Regions from separate parts of the Gossypium arboreum genome. Here region 2 is linked to region 1. A link is a contact called in public Hi-C data. All regions are on one chromosome and are shown on one strand. The core of a region is the stretch at or near the end of the contact, and the rest is flanking DNA. Distances in the headings are between cores, read along the strand shown.

What was found. Hi-C and Micro-C count contacts between places; a contact is called where the count stands out from the background.
Region 2: a Hi-C map of leaf shows a contact between it and region 1, with 3 times the contacts expected there. The contact joins the promoter of LOC108465611 here to the promoter of LOC108466502 in region 1. A contact is called at or near these places in 2 of 5 Hi-C or Micro-C datasets (both in leaf).

Annotation. Positions count from the first base shown.
Region 1 is chr2:96,036,416-96,041,861 of ASM2569848v2, reverse strand. LOC108466502 (2-phytyl-1,4-beta-naphthoquinone methyltransferase, chloroplastic) reads left to right here and starts at 3,887. Exons shown (of 8, transcript XM_017766870.2): 1 at 3,887-4,060; 2 at 4,149-4,213; 3 at 4,279-4,369; 4 at 4,434-4,522; 5 at 4,684-4,817; 6 at 4,930-4,991; 7 at 5,137-5,236. The coding sequence starts at 3,941.
Region 2 is chr2:96,466,702-96,472,130 of ASM2569848v2, reverse strand. It overlaps LOC108465611, which reads left to right and starts at 4,176. Exons shown (of 5, transcript XM_053025057.1): 1 at 4,176-4,977; 2 at 5,118-5,223; 3 at 5,308-5,386. The coding sequence starts at 4,906.

The DNA.
Region 1 (5,446 bases), core at 2,638-5,137:
TGAACAAAACTAATCATTAAACTTTACAAGCTAGTCCTTTTTCATGTTTTAAGCTTAAAATCTATCAATTTAACACCAATTTCTCCAATATATCAACAATGGAAACTTTGAAAAACTTTAACAATTTTACAAATTGGTACATGGGCTAGCTAAATTAAGCTCCTATGACCTCAAAAACATACAAATTACAAAAAAAAATAACTTAGAATTCTTACCTAATCTAAGTTTTTCTTCTCATCTTGACGGAAAGAGGTAGAAGATGAAGTTTAGATTCTTCCACTAACTTTAGTATATATAGTATAATTAAGCTTTAATTAAGTTAGGTTAATTAACTTAATTAATGACTAATCCCACCTTAGTGCATAAATCATCATCATCCACTAACACATATTCCAAAATGGTTAAATTGTCATTTTGGACCTTTGATTAATTACAATTTAAGTCCCTAAATCTTTGGCCAATTAAAAATCTATAGCGATAAGACTTTTACAATTTAGTCTTTGTACCCTAATTAAGAAATTAATTCAACAAATTACCAAACCAAACTTTAATAAAAATTTATACCAACTCTGTAAATATTAAATATACGAACTCAGTTTACGAAAATGGGATTCTGAAATCACCTTTTTCCACACCACTGAAAAATCGGGTTGTTACACAATCATGTTAGACGAAATTAGTTTCTGGCGGTTGGTGTCATAAATGGTGGTTCAGTAAGGCCCTCACATGGTTTATGTACAGATGTGCTTGGACCAAGGGGTTTTTGAGAAGCTCCATATCGTGGTCAAGCGAGATGTTTGGCATGGAGTTCACACATTTGATGCTCCAAGAGGTGGTACGGGAGGGGTTTTCTCAAGGTGTAGTGCTTAGGCCTAGCTCCTAAGAAATGGTGCTCTAAGGTATTAATTGAGGTGTTGACCATGATTCTCGAGGAGTTGTACCCGAAGGGTTAGGGGTATAAAAATTACAAATTAAGAAGTTAAACTACATTGTTATTTCTATTTGGCATAATGATAAATTCAACTATTAACATTTGCATCTTTTATCAATTTGACACTTATTCTTTTTTTTTTAGCTAAATTTGGCCCTTAACCTTTTAAAAAGAGTTAAATTTGACTATCAACATTTAGAAAAAGAGTAAAAAAAAAATTAATGGGAATACCAACTAAAACATTAAATTTTTAAACACCATAGTCTACATGGCAATCCATGTGTACTTCATGCTAATTTTTTGAATTTTGATGAAGTATTTATATTTTTTTGAATTTTTTTGAATATTTATAATTTTTTAAATTATTTGGTGACGTAGCATATAAGACAAATAGTGTCATGTTAGCATGAAGTACATGTAAATTCTCTCATGGGTTGCCACATCAACATTGTTAAAAACTTAATGTTTTAGTCAGCATTCCGTTAAGAAAACGAGTTGACTCTTTTTGTAAAGTTGAAGGTAAAATTTAATAAATCAAATTGACAAAAAATATAAATGTTAAAGGTTAAATTTATCATTATACTTTTCTACTTTTATTAAACTTTGAATCATGCTTTAGAAGATCTTCAAATTAACTGCTTTGTAATAAATATAAGTCACAATTATAAATGTAACTTTTTTAAATACTAGCTTTTATTACAAAACTCCTACCAATTTCTTCCTAATTTTGTTGCGGCTCATATTGGTCTTCTCTTCTTCTTCTTTTTTAAATCTCAAATTTATATTTTCCATTGAAGCCAACAGAACAAGGTTTTATATTTGATTTGTTTGTAAGTGATAAAAAAAAATCATCCATTGTTATTGGCTAATAATTTTTTTTCAAGTCCTTAATATAGTTGCTAAGATTTGTGTTTGTGTGAACGTAGTAGTTGTGCTTGTGACAACATTCTTATACGACACTAAGTTTTAGTTGATAGTTTTTTTTTTTTTTTTTATAATATGTAGCAAAAATAGGTAATTAGATTAAGCATCAGGTACTTATTGATTGAAAAACATGGTGGCGGGATTTTAAAATTTTTAATGCATTTAGAATCACATTCGATAGTTAAGAACAATACAACATCAATAATCTAGTATTTGTTATGTTTTGATTTGCTTTGACAAGTTAAAGAAATTAATTTGTAATCGTACTCATTTACGGAAACAACCATATTTTAGGCTATAGACTTCAAAATCAAATGATTCAAAAACCATTTCTAAGAGGACTCGAAGATATATGATATGGGATAAGTATCGCTCAAAAATATGGTCGGAAAGTCTTGAAAAGTCAAGTTGAAGCTACTCTCGTGAAACCCAACAATTAATCTCAAATTTCTCGTAGAGAATTACATTGCATTACGAAAACGATCATATCTTGGACTACAAACCTAGAAATCAAGCGATTCAAAAACCATTTTGAAAAGAAACTGAAGATCTATAATTTGGGCACAAGAACCACCCAAAAATCTGTCAGAGCATCTCAAAAAGTCTAGTCAAATTTGACCATAGAAAATACTACAAGATTGATTTTGGATTCTCATGTAACTTCAATATTTGCTCTCAATAGATGTTACCTTTGCTAACATTGCAATCCATGTGAATGTCACATCAACAATTAATTAATTTTTTAATTTAAAAATATATAATTACTTAAATTTTTTTGTAAAAAATAAATTATATTATAATTTTTTTAAAAATTTTAAAAATATCAAAAATTAATTAATTGCTAATGTGACATCTACATGGTAGTCAGATAGATGTTCACATCTATTTTAGGGTGATTTAACAAAAAGCGCAAATTCAAAAAGTAAAAGAAACGAAATTTAAATGAATGACTAAATTTTTTTTTTGTAAAGTTAAAGGGTCAAATAAGACATTGTGCCTTTATTTATTTATTTATTTATTTATTTGAAATGCTATAATCTAGGGCTAAGCAAAAAAATCAACCAAACCAAAAACCAAACCAAACCTAGATATTTGGACAGTTTATGAAATGAAAGTTCAACAACCGCGATTATTCAAAACCAAAATTGAATTTTGTTTTTATTTAAAATATATTTCATTTTAATTTTTATGGTATAAAAATAAAAATTTATATTTAAAATAATGAAATAATTTAAAATTCTTGAAAATTTATTGCTTTTAGAAATATTTATAAAAATACCTTTGAAATTTTGTCAAATAATAGTCAAAAGCCATAAAACAAAGCTTATTTTATCAAAATAAGTAAAATCAAAACAAAAAATTAATATGAAAAAACCAAGAACTGAACCGAATAATGATAGATGGTTAAAAAAATCTAAAAATCTGGACCGAACCGAACCGATATCACCTCTACTAGGTTAAATTCTGCTATTAGTACATGTACTTTGAAAAAGCTATGAATTTAGTCCCTATACTTTTATTTGATTAATTTTAGTCCTTGTACTTTTCTAATTTTCAAATTTTGGTATTGCCCTAAATAGTAGCAGTTAAATTCAAGTACTATTTCTGTACTATGTGTAAAGTTGTAGACTTAGTCCATTTTTTTCAACTAGATCATTGTAAGTCCCTATACTTTTCAAATTTTAAAATTTCAATCTTAACAAAAATGACATTCGATAATTCATTAACTGGATTTTAATGAGTGTTATGTGGAAATAATAAGCTGACATGACATTACATATATAATAATATGTTTGGCATACCAAAATTTGAAAATATAATAATATTTAATAAATTTAACAATTATTATTTGATGAGAATCGAAATTTTAAAATTTGAAAAGTAAAAATACTAAGAATTGAAAAAAAATAGACAGAAGTTTTTATGAAAATTGACAACAGTCCAAGCATCCGTGAAGATGATGGGCTTGGTCTCAACTTAAGCCCTAAATAGTAATGGCCTGGTTTGGATCGTCGGTATTTAGAATGTACATTAAAAGATAAAAAGACGTAAAAATTCGGAACTTCAGCAGACAAAGAACAGAAAATGCATTCTCTTCAATTCTCAGTTCCACTCCTACCAACTTCCCGGTTCAAGCGCCATTCGGTTCGTTGCGCTAGCGACCGCCAGCAGCTTTTTAACCGCATTGCCCCTGTTTATGATAACGTAACCCATCTTTCACCTCTCTATCCTTTTATTCACCCATTCTTCTTCTTCTCGTAATTTTTGCCTTTGGTTTTGATAACATTTACAGCTGAATGATTTGCTGAGTTTGGGTCAGCATCGTATATGGAAACGCATGGCTGTATCATGGAGTGGGTTGGTATTCAAACTTCTCCCCCTTTTTGTTTCGTTGAATTTTTATTTATCAAGCACTGAAACAGGGCCAAAACGGGAGATTCCCTCTTGGATTTGTGCTGTGGAAGCGGGGATTTAACTTTCCTCATGTCTGAGAAGGCCGGTGCCGACGGCAAAGTATGCTTGTTTTGAATTTTTTTATACCAAAATACAAATAGTATCTGAGTTGCTAAGTGTGTAGGTAATTGGCCTCGATTTCTCGAAAGAACAACTATCAATTGCTTCATCACGCCAATACTTGCTTTCAAAGGCTTGCTACAATAACATTGAGTGAGCACTGGTAAATCTTGTTGTTAACTAACTAGTATGAATATGCTCTTTCAATAATGGAGGTCATAGGTGAAGTATTACAAACTTATCTTCTATTGTGCATAAAACCATTATAAGTTTTGTCTTATCATGACATAATTTGTGTTTGGAATTGAATCTAGATGGGTTGAAGGTGATGCACTCGATTTGCCATTTTCTAATGGTTACTTTGATGCTATTACTATGGGTTATGGGCTGCGCAATGTGGTTGATAAACGTCGAGCTATGCAGGAGATGTTCCGAGTTCTAAAGCCTGGTCTATAGACTATACTCAAATCTTCTGTTTCTCCTGTTGGCATATAGGTTTTCTTTTTTAATTGAACTTGATGGAAAATTGAAAATACTTTAAAGGTTGCTTCTTTCTGCAGACTCAAGGGTGTCGATCCTCGACTTCAATAAAAGCATGCAGCCATTTACTGCATTGTTTCAGGTATACACCACCACTGCCCCAACTTTTTAGATTTTTGAACCTGGTAAAGAGTTGCGGTAGTGACGAATGTCACCTTGCACTTGTTGCACATTAAGTTCAATTCTGAAAGATGCCATTGACGATCAAAAGTTTTTCTTTTGGAAAGGAATGGATGATTGATAATGTTGTAGTACCAACGGCAACAGTTTACGGCCTTGCCAAGGAGTACCAGTATTTGAAAACTTCCATTGATGAATTTTTAACAGGTTCATTCCTTCAATTGCCTATGTCTATTTATGCTGAATTATTTTCTTTTCATGATGATTCGTTTTTCTAGATGTCATCAAATTAAGTCTTTGAAATCTAACTTCATTTAATCTTTGTTTAGGAAGTTGTAAATTCCCGTAACTAAAGTGTCTATTAGATCTATATCAGTAGCGTATTAGTCAGATTTTCTTTGTAAAATAGATATGTTT
Region 2 (5,429 bases), core at 2,927-5,426, 430 kb before region 1:
TTCCCCTTATCCAATTGTGGCCCTCTAAGCTCTCGAACTTTATGTTAACAAGTAAATTGATTTAGTCGTTTGAATATCAAAGGGGAATCCAAGGTACTTAGCCCTTATAAGGCCGCACACAATTATATTCACACACTTGAGCTCATTAATTATAACATAGCATCAAGCACTCATATGGCCGATTATACTTAGTCATACTTGCACCAAATCAACAATAATTTCAAGGTTTTTCATACTATACATGCACTAGGCCGAATGTACATGCAAATTTCACAACCATTCTTCAACAAATTTCTCCTTTAAAGAAACATATTTATCACTTTCTTCATAACCAAAACATCATGTGCAAACATATATACACATATAGGTGTAAGGTCAATTTCAAGGTATCCATAACCATCCAAAACACAAATTTTTAACTAACATGCAAGAAGCATAAACCATGCTCATGAATGCATCATGGCGAATACATCACAATCATGCCCTTTCAACTTCGGTCATGGTTAAACAAAACAAAAAAAAACTCAATGTCTTACTCAAGATTGCTACAAAGAAATTTCAAGAGTAGTCAATCCATCATTGCATGCATCATTAGCAAGCTTCACATTTAGCATGCAATGGCTTTAACACAATAATAACCTTGGCCAAATACCATTTCCATGGCATAACAAGGATTTGAACCATGGCTAACATGAACATCAAGTTAGCAACCAAAACATGCATGAATCTCATGACACAACCTCATACATACCTTAATCTTGATGCAAGTTTAGCCAAATCTCCTTCTAGATCTCTTCTAAACAAAGAAAATGAAGCAAAATCTCTTCTTCCTCTTAAGAATTTCGGCCAAAGGAAGGAGGGAAAAGATGAACAAATTTTTTGTTTTTCTTTATCACCTACACGGCAATGGGGGATGCTACACTCACACACATTTTTTTGTTTCTCTTCCCACATTTTAATTATTAATCATTTCTCTCATGCTCCATTAACAAAACATGTTTCAACATGTTTTCTTTGCCCATAAACCATGTCATGGCCGCCACCACCTATAAAAAAGGGAATTTGACATGCAAGTCCATTGTTTTGCATGCATGCTTTAATTAGTCATCACACATTTCCCCATCATACTTTCAAAGTTTACTACTAGGTCCTTTCTAGTGAAATTCACATTTATAGCTCTAAATCAAAACATCAAAAATGTCACACATGAATACACACATATTATAGGCATCAAAATAAATTTTAGATTATTTTTATGCCTCGGTTTTGTGGTCCCGAAACCACGTTCCGACTAGGGTCAATTTTGGGCTGTCACATCAATTGTCGATGTAACTCAATCTGTATCGTTGGTTTTGGAGGAGCTCAACTATAAATGGAGGTCATCCCCTTTATTTGTATCCATCCCATTGTATTTAGTCATTCTTCAGTTAAAGAATATATTGAGAGCATTTACTCAAACACTTGGTGTGTATTGCTTTCTTGTGACATTTTCAACTCTCTTGTTGCTCTTTTCATTTCAAGTTGCTTTCGCTTTGCTTCTAGTGCCTTAGAGAATTTCTAAGAGAATTTTCAATTTCGAGGTTTAGGCTAACTCAGGTAGATTTGAAGTGAAGAAATAGCCTAAGGCCGCATGATTTTCCATACTTAAGTTCTAACCCCGTGACATTAAGAAGTTGTTTCCATGGAGATTTTGACAAAATCTCAAGGTGAAAAGTGTGGCATTTTTTTTAAAGAAAATGGAGAAAAAAAGTAAGAAAATACAAAAGAATAAGGTGGTTAGCTAGGGGAGGCTACTGCCTGTTGAAAAAGAAAAATGAAGTTGAGGGGGGTTTTTCTCCCATATAAAAAGGCCTACAAATGGGCCAAAGGCCCAACTTTTACATGTTTAGTCTTGTCAAATTGTGACACGATTCTTCAATACAAGGTTCCAATAATCCAAAATAATTTAGAATATCAAATATCATAATTAAATATAATTTTTGTCATAAAATTCTTGAGAATTGTCCAAATTGCCCTTTATGGAAAATTACCATTTTGCCCATTTTTGCTTTTTTAATGATTTCTTCTCAAAATTTGATACTTAGACCAATTCAAGTTCATAATAAATATTTAATATAATCCAATGAGTGATAAAATTTTCAATTTTCTCTTTCTCGATAAAAATGAGAAATTTACTATTTACTCCCTATACTTTTAAAATTTCCCAAATTAGTCCCAAAATTGATTTCCTTCTCACCAATGCATATTCAAACTTTTCTTAAATCAATTAATCAATAAGAATTCATATTTTCACATTTTGGCCAAATTCAACTTATTCTTAAATTGTTTTATTTATAAGATTATTATTTTAATAAATAAATTTCATGTTAGAAATTGACAAAAGTATATGTTCATTTATTTATAAATATTTTATAAATTATTATGTATTTTATCAAAAATAACATTTAATTTAATTTTTTACTTTTAAAAAAATTAATTTTAAAGATCAAATTGATGAATATGTAAATTTGCAAGCTAAACTATTTGAATATTTAGATTTAGGATTGGTGATATAATGTATAAATATTGGAGGATAAATTTATTATTATGCCAATAAAAAAGTAATTGTTATTTTTATCAAAAATAACTTTTAATTATTTTTGTGCTTTTTTATTTTAAGAATCAAATTGATGAGAATGTGTAAAGTTGCGACTAATTTATTTGGATTTTAGATTTAGGACTTGATAGAATGTATAAATATTGGATGGTTAAATTTATTATAATGCTAATAAAAAAAGTTATTGTTAGTGATTTAAGGAAGGGTGACTAAAATATTAAAATTTTATAACACTAGTGGCTAAAATAAAAATCTTAAACTTGAATGACCAAAACAGAAATATGCTAATTATTGGGTGACCATATTTATAGTTTACCTTAAAATATTTTATCTTGTGATTTGACCTTTAAATATTCTCTATTTTCCAGATTCATACTTAAACTCTTTTTTAAATCTATTTTGATACCTAAAATATTGTTGTATTATAGAATTTAGTCTAAAAGTTAATGATGTTGAAAAACTACAGCCAATGATAATGTGCTGTATGTCTATCATTTTTTCCCTTATATCATTCATAACATGGTCAATGACCTTCGATCGACCGTTATTGTTGATGGATTATTAAACTTGCGTTCACCGATTATTCACTAAATTCACCAGTTAACTTTTATTTTGAATTTTAAAATTTATAAGAGAATATATATTAATTATTTGAGTTGGTTTGAAAAAAAATTATATTATATATATACTGCAAAATGTAACATTTTGAGTTTTAAACTTTTTTATAATTTTGAAAAGTTTAACTAAATATTTAAATTTTAAAAAGTTAATATACAAAAAAATAAAATATTTTAGAATTTATACATATATTTTAGAATATTTAGAATTCTTTTTTATTTTATATATTTTTAAAAAGTTAATATTTTTCTATTGTTTTCCTCTTTTGTATTCCTTATATTATATATAAGGTTTTTATAATTTTTATTTATATAATTTATATATTATAAAAATAAAATTTTAGAAATTTATTTTTAATTATATATTTTATATATTCAGAATACGTATTTTGATGAATTTTGGATTTTTAAGGGTATCACGTCATCAAAACCACATGTGTATAAAAACGTTAAGTGGATGTGCCCCATTTTTTTAGCACTATTCACTCAGATTAAAATTGATAAGGAGGATAGCTTAAGTACTAAAATTTTAAAAAATTAAAAAATTATAAAATTATTTTATATATTTAAAAATTATTAAAAGAATATATATTTTTAGTTTTAAAATTTTAAAATTCTCATTATACTTTTAAAATTTTTGAAAATTTTAATTAAATTTTCTTAAAATTTTTCATTAATCTCACAAAAATTTTAGTTAGAAATTTATTTTTATTAAAAAATTCTCAATAAACTACTAAATTTTGAAAATTTTATTAGACCTTTAAAACTTAGTCTCAAAATCCACAAATGAAGAGTTAAAATAATTATTTTTGTAAAATTTGAGAGTAAAATAAATGGCAAAGAGAAATTAGGCGTTAGAAAGATCTACCTTAAAATTTGAAAAAAAAAAATCATTTCTTGAAACAGCTAGTTAAGCTAAGCTTCTATTATTTCAAAATTTCCATAAATCCTGTTGAAGCTGATTTATGGACCAGAAAATTTCCAAAGGCTTCTCTCTCTCTCTCTCTCTCTCTCTCTCTCTCTTTGCGATCTTGACTAATCATACAAGACTCCGGAGCTCGCAGTGCAATAATGGATTTGAATCCCTCCACTTTGTGTTGCCAATCTGCCATTCCTCATTCTTACTTGCTTGTGTATATCATACCAAATTAAAGAAAGTCCAGCTTGGCCTTATGTTTGTTTGTGTCTCCCCTCTCGCCCACCTCACCAATTTAACCCCATAAAACGTGTCTCATGTTTCCTACACAAAGCAACCCTCTTGGTTTGTATGGTCAGAATCCATTAATCCAAAGATCTAACACAACCCATTCTCACTCACCATCTTTAGGTTTCCATTTATGCTTTAGCATTCATTAGAGGGACCATTCATGCATGCAGCGATCGGTCATGGTTTAACTGATGGTTTTCAAACCCCTTTCAATCTCAAAACTTCTTATCTCCTGAAGATGAGGTGAATCTATTGTTTGGATTTCTTATGCTCTTTTGGCCCTTCACTCAGATATCTCTGGATAACAGTCGCCCTACCCAATTTTGGTTCTTCTATATAAATCCACCTATCCTTCCCTTTGTACCTTTGTTTGCACTTCATTTTCTTTTCCTATTTTTCCCCTTTTGGCTCTCCATCCCCTAATCTATTTTCTCTTCTTCTTTTGGCATTTCTATTCGTTTTGTCCATTTCTGTTAGAGAAAAAAATGATATACTGTCACAACTACAACCATGTTATTCCTTGTCTTCATTGCCACCCACATAGCTACATTAGGATGGTAAGTGAAATCTCTTCCAACTTTCTTTGCTATTCACGTTTTCAAGTCGAAAACAATAGTACTGAAACCTGCAGAATCGTCAAGTTGGAGTTTATTATGACTAGTACTGTTTTTTTGGTTTTTCATGGGAAAATTTGCAGGTTCAACATCTGATCGAGAGATGTTTGCTGCTTTACATGAACCGACAACAATGTGTCAAGGCACTGGCAAAGTATGCAAGCATTCGGCCGTGCATTACAATTACAGGTGATAAAAGAATGCAACATATTATACCATATATGATCAAATAATTTGGGTATTTAAACGTTTTAATATTAATGCATTTGATAGTGTGGAGAGAGCTAGAAAAGGAGAACAAGGACTTCTTTGAAGCATTTTCAAGCTCTCTCTCCCTACAGGCCTTTTATGGGTAAGAGTTATTAAGCATGTGCTACCCCACACATTCCATATAT